Linked DNA regions of Mus musculus: regions 1 and 3 are each linked to region 2. Evidence: chromatin contacts called from public promoter capture Hi-C data. All regions are on one chromosome and are shown on one strand. Each heading gives the region's core, a stretch centred on a gene start, on an enhancer-like site or on the middle of the called end of the contact. The rest is flanking DNA. Distances are from core to core; before and after follow the strand shown.

What was found. Capture Hi-C pulls out chosen DNA fragments and counts their contacts.
Region 1: a contact with region 2 is called in a promoter capture Hi-C map of adipose tissue. The contact joins the promoter of Phpt1 here to the promoter of Npdc1 in region 2. A contact is called at or near these places in 1 of 39 promoter capture datasets (neural stem cells), 2 of 15 datasets of contacts at CTCF or cohesin (CD8 T cells and embryonic stem cells), 3 of 484 Hi-C or Micro-C datasets (Th1 cells, forebrain and nephron progenitors), 6 of 115 datasets of contacts at active chromatin or transcription factors (bone marrow-derived macrophages, embryonic stem cells and neural tube) and 4 of 9 other capture datasets (adipose tissue, liver, macrophages and 1 more).
Region 3: a promoter capture Hi-C map of adipose tissue shows a contact between it and region 2. The contact joins the promoter of Nelfb here to the promoter of Npdc1 in region 2. A contact is called at or near these places in 3 of 39 promoter capture datasets (the SN4741 cell line, liver and neural stem cells), 1 of 15 datasets of contacts at CTCF or cohesin (the NIH/3T3 cell line), 4 of 484 Hi-C or Micro-C datasets (cerebellum, forebrain and uterus), 12 of 115 datasets of contacts at active chromatin or transcription factors (craniofacial prominence, embryonic basal ganglia, embryonic forebrain and 6 more) and 3 of 9 other capture datasets (adipose tissue, liver and pancreatic islet).

What each region holds. Positions count from the first base shown.
Region 1 is chr2:25,573,481-25,576,180 of GRCm38.p6, forward strand. Phpt1 (phosphohistidine phosphatase 1) reads right to left here and starts at 1,391. Exons shown (of 3, transcript NM_029293.2): 1 at 1,203-1,391; 2 at 708-832; 3 at 1-219. The coding sequence starts at 1,359. The coding sequence ends at 127. Ajm1 (apical junction component 1) reads right to left here. Exons shown (of 1, transcript NM_001005424.2): 1 at 1,936-2,700.
Region 2 is chr2:25,401,719-25,404,418 of GRCm38.p6, forward strand. It overlaps Npdc1 (neural proliferation, differentiation and control 1), which reads left to right and starts at 1,332. Exons shown (of 9, transcript NM_008721.4): 1 at 1,332-1,647. The coding sequence starts at 1,536.
Region 3 is chr2:25,210,167-25,212,899 of GRCm38.p6, forward strand. Nelfb (negative elongation factor complex member B) reads right to left here and starts at 1,323. Exons shown (of 13, transcript NM_021393.3): 1 at 936-1,323; 2 at 543-706; 3 at 272-371. The coding sequence starts at 1,181. Stpg3 (sperm tail PG rich repeat containing 3) reads right to left here. Exons shown (of 6, transcript NM_028961.1): 6 at 2,393-2,733.

The DNA.
Region 1 (2,700 bases), core at 141-2,640, 170 kb after region 2:
CTAAGGCCTGGCAGGTGCTATGCTGCCTAAGGTACAAAAGGAAAGCACAGGGCCAGCCCCTCAAAACAGAACACAGCAAGAGCAGAGACCTGACTTAGTCCGGGGGGTGGGGGGTGGGGCAGAGCTTCAGTAGCCATCGTCAGCCCAGGTGACCTCATAGTCAGGATACTTGGCTTTGATCTTCTCAGTTGAAACAGAGTGCTGGGCACGACCGTAACCCTAGAGAAAGGATGACCGCCAGTTTGCTAGTTTTTTGCTTTGGGAGCCCACCCAGAAGCCGCAGCAATAGCAGCCCTGGGGAAAGTTAGCAGATCCTACCATCCTAATCATACTGGGATCATGATGAGGACTGAAGAGCTCTTCAGGTGATGCCTGAGGGTCTAAGGTGGACTTTATGAAAAAGGATCAACATAGAACTGTGAATTTGACCCCAGTACTGGTGGCTCCAAGGGCCCCTAGAGAGTCAGGACACAGACCCATCAGGATCTGGAGCAAGTCGGGGATGTAGCCCAAGGTGTCATTTGGAAAACGTGGGGAAAGGAAAACCCATTCAGCCCTTAAGTAAGGGTTCTGTAGCTCCAACTTTCAGAGTCCCAAAGGTGGCCTGAATGGTGGTGTGAGGGGTGGGGTGGGGTGGGGTGGGGGTGGGGTCAGGCTCACAAAGGTGAGCTTTGCAGTCTGGCTGAGACCTGGGGACTGGAGCTCACCATAGAGTAGCCATACACGTGTATCTTCCTGTCCTGGCTCTGATGGGAGATGCGCCCGCCGCCTAGGCACTCACAGTCATAGCCATTCCTTTGCAGCTCGCCTGACACTTTGTCATAGATGTCCGCTGGGGTGGGGAGAGTGGCCTCAGGATATGCCCTAGCCGCCCTTGTTGGCCCCACACTGAACTCTAGGGCTGGATATGGGGTCAGAAGCTCCAGCTCTTGGTGGTCTTTTTCCCAGAGAAGATGAGCCCTTCCCCCGCTGGCAAAAAGATGAACGGGAGGAAGAAGACACTTTCGAAGTGAGAGACGGGATTAAGAAGATCCCAGTCATGGCACTCCTTTCTGCCCAAATCCCGACGTTTCTAGGTCAGCCTAGCTATGTGTTAGTACAAGTCATGATATATTAGCAGTCACTACTCCGCTACCAGCAACTGTAAGGCCCCGCCCCTAACCTTCGTCCCGCCTCCAAGGGCACAGAGGCCCCGCCCTCACCGTGGTACTCAGCCCATTTGTAGCCACGCACGATTTCCTTGCACTCCTTCGCCGGATCCCCAGAAGGCTCTGCTAAGTGGACTCGAATCAGCACATACTTGAAGACGCCATCCGAATCAATGTCTACATCAGGAATCTGACCGAGGTCCGCCGCCATGTTCCCCGAAGCGCTCGATCTCTGGGCCCCACAGCCCCTTACCAAACCCGACCCAGGCCTATGCGTAGGGAGGCGGGCCCTTTGGCAGCCACGGCCAATCCCGTGAGGGAATGCTTACCTAGCCCAGAGCCTCAGCCAGTTGTACCTCCAATCTGAGGCACGGACTGGCCAATTGCAACCCAGTTCTTTGCAGCTTTGGGATCGGGCTCATGAGTCCCAGTTAAAGGAGCCGAGGCATAGGTTAACCCGTGGTGCTGTAAATCAACCCGCTGCAGGGCAGCAAAAGGATGCAAGGACGCACTCCGGTTCCACTCCTGGGTCCTAAGGCTTCAATCCGTAAACCATAAATCCGAAGTCCTCTCTTCCCCAACACCTGTAAACCGGAGGATCTCTCTCCGGTCTCTCCAAATTCAAGTACTCCCCTGCATACTCCACTTCACACCCTCGGGCCTCCCCTTCCACAATACTCCGGTTGCGGGTTGTTAAGCTCCTACTCCCGGAAGCTTTGACGCAATGCTCCCCCCCCCCCCCCCCCCCCCGGCCACGACGACGACCACCACCACCACCACTACCGAGTTATTAGCAGCAGCTACATTCAAGTTCTATTTTACTTGGTTCGAAAGCACTTGCCCTTCTCGTCAGAGGCGTTCTTGCCAGTCTGCCGCAGGAGGGACTGTGGAGCCCCTGGGGAGGGCGGCAGGCGGCGGGGCAGCAAGTGTTGCAAGAGCGGCATCCGGGCATGTGCTAAGACAGGGGCCAAGGAGAGAGAGCTGGAGTGTCCCGGGGACATCCAGTCGAGGGTAGCTGGCGCGTGTGCACACCCTCGTGCATAGGTGTGTGTCCCAGGTTCTTGCAATTGAACTTTCAGAGCTCCTAAGGGCTTGGGGCTTCTTCTTCTCCCAAGATTCTTGGAGAATCTGGTCGCAAGCCCTCTCTGGGTCACACCCTCCACAAAGTCCTGGGCTCAGATCCAGGTACGGGGTCAGGCAAGGGGCTTAGGGAAGCCTAGACCTCTCCACAACACGTCAGGCTTTGGCTTCTCTCTCAGCTTGGAGTGCAGCCAGGGCACTTTTGCACACAGGATTGGATTCGGGGCAGGCCTCGGCACCGACTCCTTAACCGTACCCACACTTGGTGGCTCACTACTAAGCACCTTTCCTAGTCCAGTTCCTAATTAGGGACAGCCCTGTTCCTTACTCATTCCCAAGTCATTCCGTGGTAGGAGCTGCTCTCAGTAGGGTTGTCTGCTAATTCGTCAGCACACGCTTCCCACCTCTCCATCTTCTCTGGAAGGCAGATTTTTAAGGCCATCTTGTTGGGTAGGTGTTGGGAGCTCAAATC
Region 2 (2,700 bases), core at 82-2,581:
CAGATTTCTGAGTTCGAGGCCAGCCTGGTCTACAAAGTGAGTTCCAGGACAGCCAGTGCTATACAGAGGAACCCTGTCTCGGGAAAAAAAAAAAGCGTGGACTTCTCCCTTGCTTCTTTTATGGAAAATTAGCTCAGACTATTTCTGTTCAGTCAATGCCTCTTGAGGGCTGGGTTGGGATGGTAGCCGCTAGTGAGCGCATGCGCGCACGCACGCGCGCGCACAGAGAGAGAGAGAGAGAGAGAGAGAGAGAGAGAGAGAGAGAGAGAGAGAATCATTTGATAAATGTATAAACCTGCACTGACAGCCTCCTCTTTAAGTTTGTGAGCCTGAAGGACGGGAAGAAGTGGAGGGCTGAGGAACTCAACCTTGTTCTTTTCTCTGTGTGTGGTGTTTGTGTTTTTTGCATGTGACAAGGGTCTCTGTGTAACCTTGGCTGTTGTCCTGGAACTTACTTTGTAGACCTGGCTGGCCTTGAACTTACAGAGATCTGCTTGCTTCTGCCTCCGAGTGCACCACCATCGTCCAGGCCTGTTTTTCATTCTTAAGATAGGGTCTCATTATATATTCATGACTGTCCTGGAACTCGATATGTAGACTAGGCTGGTCTCAGCATCTTGAGAGATGGGATTAAAGGCAGGAACCACCACACTGATCTTCAACATTGCCTTCATGACTCAACCAGGGGGAGGTCTCTGGCGGGGGTGGAGTGTGCTCAAAGGGGACTGCACATGAATGGTGATCACCAGGCACCATGCATGTTCCATGTTGTGTGACTCAAGGGAGCTGAAAGCCATTACCTGGGATCATGACCACCTTGGACAGCTCCCAGACAACTGTCAACTACGTCAAGTTACTCTCGCCCCCTGGTGGTACCATTCGGGAGCGAGTCTGGCTTGATCTTGTGAGCCTCTTGTATGCTTTTCTTCCTGGTTTTAGAAAGCCCGGGCACGTCTCTGAGTACACCTGTATATCTCTATACACCTCTTTATCCTTTGTGGGATACATTTTGCAAACCTGCAACAGTCAGCCTAGTCTACATAGCCAGGATTTGTCCCTGGTGTTCCCCTAGTCTAAGGTCCTCCATTCTAACAGGGTGAGTGGTGAGGGTTTGGCAGTCGGACCACTAAGAAGAAGGCGTGCATCCTGGGACGCCCACCGTTAGTCAATTCCAAGTCAGATTCTTGGGTAATGAATGAGGAGGCATTCTGCTGTAGAGGCTAGAGGGCCCGAAGCACTCAGACGCCTGACAAAAGGGGACCCCCCAACAGGATGCAGAGGGAGGGGGCTCAGACTAGAGGAGATGTCCCGCCCCCGCAGGTGGAGCGCGCAGGCGCACTCCCGACACTTTTCTCTGGCCGCCGCGCCTCCATCCCATCCCGGATCCATTGCCGCAACGTCAGCGCCACCGCCTCCTCTTTTCCTCTTCCTCCTCCGCCCCTCTCGCTTCCCGGCTTCTCCAGTCGCAGTTCCCGGAGTGGGTACCGAGCCCGGGGCCGTGGGGTGCCATGCTGCCCGGGTAGCGGCGCTGAAGCATGGCGACGCCCGTCCCTCCGCCTTCCCCGCGGCACCTGCGGCTGCTACGGCTGCTGCTCTCCGGCCTCATCCTGGGAGCGGCCCTGAATGGTGCCACCGCCCGCCGCCCGGGTGAGCGAGCGCTCTGGGCGCAGGCTGTTGGGTGCTCCGGGGCTGGGATTGCGGGGCGGAGAATCCTGCCCCCGGCGCCGCCCTGGTTTTCCCTGCCACCGCCCCGGCCTTACCCAGGCCCACAGGCCAGGCAGGCCCGGTCCGCTGGGCATGGATTGGGTAAACAGGTCAGGCCCGTTGAAGGCCATGCTAGATGAATCTTCTCTCAGGTCCTTGGAGGCGAATGTAGATTTCACGCGCTTTGGGTCTTTGTCTCTGGGTCCCTGAATCAGTCTGGTGTGTGTCTTTGGGTCTGCAGCCATCTGGTTTCTGGTGGCCCATAAGTGGGATCCTGTGTCTTTGTTTGTGTGTCTCTGGGGCTTCCCGTTGGCAGGGTTGTTCTTGGGGTCTGTGGGCCTTGCATGTCAGCCCTGTCGTTCGTTCGTGTGTGTGTGTGTGTGTGTGTGTGTGTGTGTGTGTGTGTGTGTGTGTGTAGAGGGGTTCCCATGGAAGGTCTTAAGGGTTCCAGGTCTAGGGTCTTGTTCCAACTTAGTGGGGTCAAGCTGCCCCATCCCCTGCCCTGAAGGACATGCACCACTGTCCTCTGGTCTGAGGTCTGTGTAGTGACTGTTTAGAAGAGTGTGACTCCCTGACTGGGAGAACATTTTCTCTTTTTTTTCGAGATGGTTTCTCTGTATAGCCTGGCTGTCCTGATCTCACTCTGTAGACCAGGCTGGCCTCAATGCCTGCCTCTGCCTCCCAAGTGCTGGGATTAAAGGCATTCACCACTACTGCCTGGCTCTGGGAGAACATTCTTGACAGATGGGTCCTGAAGCCACAGGATCCAAATTGTATCTCCCCGAGGGGAGTGAAGTGGGAGAGGTTGCCCATATGTTCACTGAGTTCTTCTGGAACTATGTGTGGGAGCTGCTTTGAGCCCAGCTTACAGATGAGGAAGCTGAGGGCATGGAGAGGTGACTGGTACGTGGACTCTAACAAGATCGGTCTGGATATGGGACCTTAAGAGCTGGGCAAGCAACCCAGGAACTGGACTGAAGGTTGGCATGACTGGAA
Region 3 (2,733 bases), core at 73-2,572, 190 kb before region 2:
CCCACAGACCCTACAGAGCCCAGACTGTGATGGACCTCCAACTCTTAGCAGGTGAATTCAGGCATCCAGAATCTCCACAGTCCTCTTCCCACAAAAGACCCACCCTGCACTTCAAGGGATAAATATTTCCATTTGGCTCAACCAGGGGAAGTGTGTGATATAAAGAAGGGGCCCAGAGCTTGCTGGAGGGCAAGTCCATCAAACTTTCCCAGAGCTAAGCAACTTCCTGCACTAAACACACAGTCTGAGAGGCTGGCCCCACAGTTCTCACCTTGGGCAAGTGTTTCATAACACACATCACCACTGGTTGTAGGGATGGCATCTTGACCAAAGAAAAGCTCTTTTCCAGAAGGTCTTCCAGCTTCTTGTACCTGCACAGATTTGCACAGCTGAGGAAGTGTGTCTCCACATGCAGAACATACAGAGAAGAGGAATCCCTCAAACACATTCCATTCCAGGTTGTATCTACAGGTAGGGCTGTGCAGCCATGGAGACCATCAATGCTACTCACAAAGATAAGCAGCTTCCTGGTAGAGACCCACCTCTCCTCTGCCTTTCCCTCAGAGGCAATTGCTGACACTCGTTCCAGAAGTTTGTCACGTAGTTCATCAAACACTGACTGATGGAACTCCAGCCGCGGTGTCCCGTGTAGATCCAAGAAGGGCAGGGCCGACTGCAGGGAAGGCAGCAACACGCCATTCTCTGTCTGGAGAAGCAGAGGGTAAACGCGTACGCATTTTGCTTGGCCGCAGCCAAGTCAGCACGGACACCACGGATGCCGAGTACTAGGGTCCGCCATAGTAACAGCGGAAAAGGGAAAACACTCAGTTACTCAGCGGGTCCCTAGCGCAGAACCTTTAGCGCCTCCATCCAAGCGTCGGGAGCGCGCCGAATTGTGTCCAGCTTCCCTAGCTGCCCCGGCCCCTTCTGCCCACCTGAAATTGTTCAATGGCCTTGAGAGGCTCGGTGCAGTTGGTCAGGGTCTCTTTCAGGTCCTCGCCATTGGCCACGCCCAGGTCCTGGAGCCCCGCGAACATGGCGGAGGCTCCGGCGGACGCTCGGCTGTGTACCCCATCCCCACCGCGCTCCGCTGGAGCCGTAGCGGACCCTGACGGAGCCCCAGAAGCCCTCTCCACGGTGCCACGAGGACCCCCCAAGCCCCGTTCGCCCGCCGCCTCCAGTGTGGCCAGATCGCGTCAGCAGAGCAGCTCGCACGGACCCACACCTCCCACTTCCGCCCTTGACTGCCTAGGTCCAGCAGCCAATAGGCCCCGGGAAAACGCCTCCGCCGCCCGCAGGTTCCGAGCAGCGACTTGCTACCCAGTGAGAGGTCGTGAGAACGTGCTCAAGGGGCGGGGTCGAGATGTGAAGTTACCCCATCTCCGGAGGCCTTAGCCACTCTAGCCCGCGCTCTTGTCAGTACGATGAAAATTTCAGCTTTTCAGTTCGACTGCTCTCTGGGAACCAGAACCTACGACAGTTTCAGGGGATCTGATGCCCTCTTCTGACCTCCACAAGCACCATGGGGTATACAGACATACATGCATTTATATGCATAAATGAAGTCACTTTTTAAGTGAGTTCTGGTTTGGGCTTAGTAGTACAATTTTTTTCCCCCTTGAGACATGGACACTTTAGACTTGGTTGTCTCAAACTCAGACCCTCTGCTTCCTGACTGCTGGGGTTAAAGGCTTGTGCTGTCACACTTGGCAATGATGCATATCTTTAATCCTAGCACTTGGGAGGTAGAACCAGGAGACTCTCTGTTAGTTCAGGACTAGCCTGGTTTACACAGTAACTTCCAAGACAGCCAGGGCCTGTCTGGGGAGGATGGAAAGAAAGAAAGAAATCAGCTCTGAGAGCTAGGAAAATAATAGCTCAGCAGTTAAGAACGTTTTCTGCTTATTGCAGGGGGCCTGGGTTCAGTTCCAGCACCTACATAGCAGCTCTGTAACGTCACTTCCAAGGAATCTAATGTCTTCTGGGTACTAAGCACACATACACATACATACAAGCAAACAAAACACCATACACATAAAATACATTTTAAAAACGTTCTTTAGTGAGATCTGTGTCTGGGTGTGGAAGAAAGTATGGAGAGAGCTCTGGAGAAATTGCTATTACTAGCTGCAGGGCAAGGCTCCTGAAGGGGGCTACTTCTAAGTAGGAAGGCAGATCAACAGTGCTGAGGGAACCATCATTGGGCAGGGGCTAGGGTGGGAAGGCTTTGGGCGTGGGTTCTCAGAACACAAGTTACCAAACCCAGTTGACTCTTCAGGTCAAGGCTCCAGGGGAGTAGGGCCAGTGTCTGGTGAGCTGATTCCCTGGGTCCTACCTCAGTGGGCTAGGCAAGGCTGTCTGCAGACAGGTGTCTGCACCCCAGGTTCTGACTTCCCATCCCATCCCAATAGTTCCTCAGCCCAGCAAGCATCCCTGATCCTCAGGTAGATGCTGGACCTTAGGTGAGTGGATTAGATTGTCCCACATTGCCTTTTCCTATTCTATCCTAGGTCAGAAAGCTTAGGGTTAGTTCCCAGACTGCCATTTCAATCCTGAAGAAAAGAACACCACGCAGGAACAGAGAAAGCCAGAAATACCAGGGAAGCAGAAAGCCACATATTCAAGACAGCCCATTGGGCAAAGGATGGGCAACCAGGCACACCAGAGACCACAGTTCAGAAGAATCATTTGCATCTTGGTATAGTGGGGTGAAAGGGGACTCTGGGAAGACTC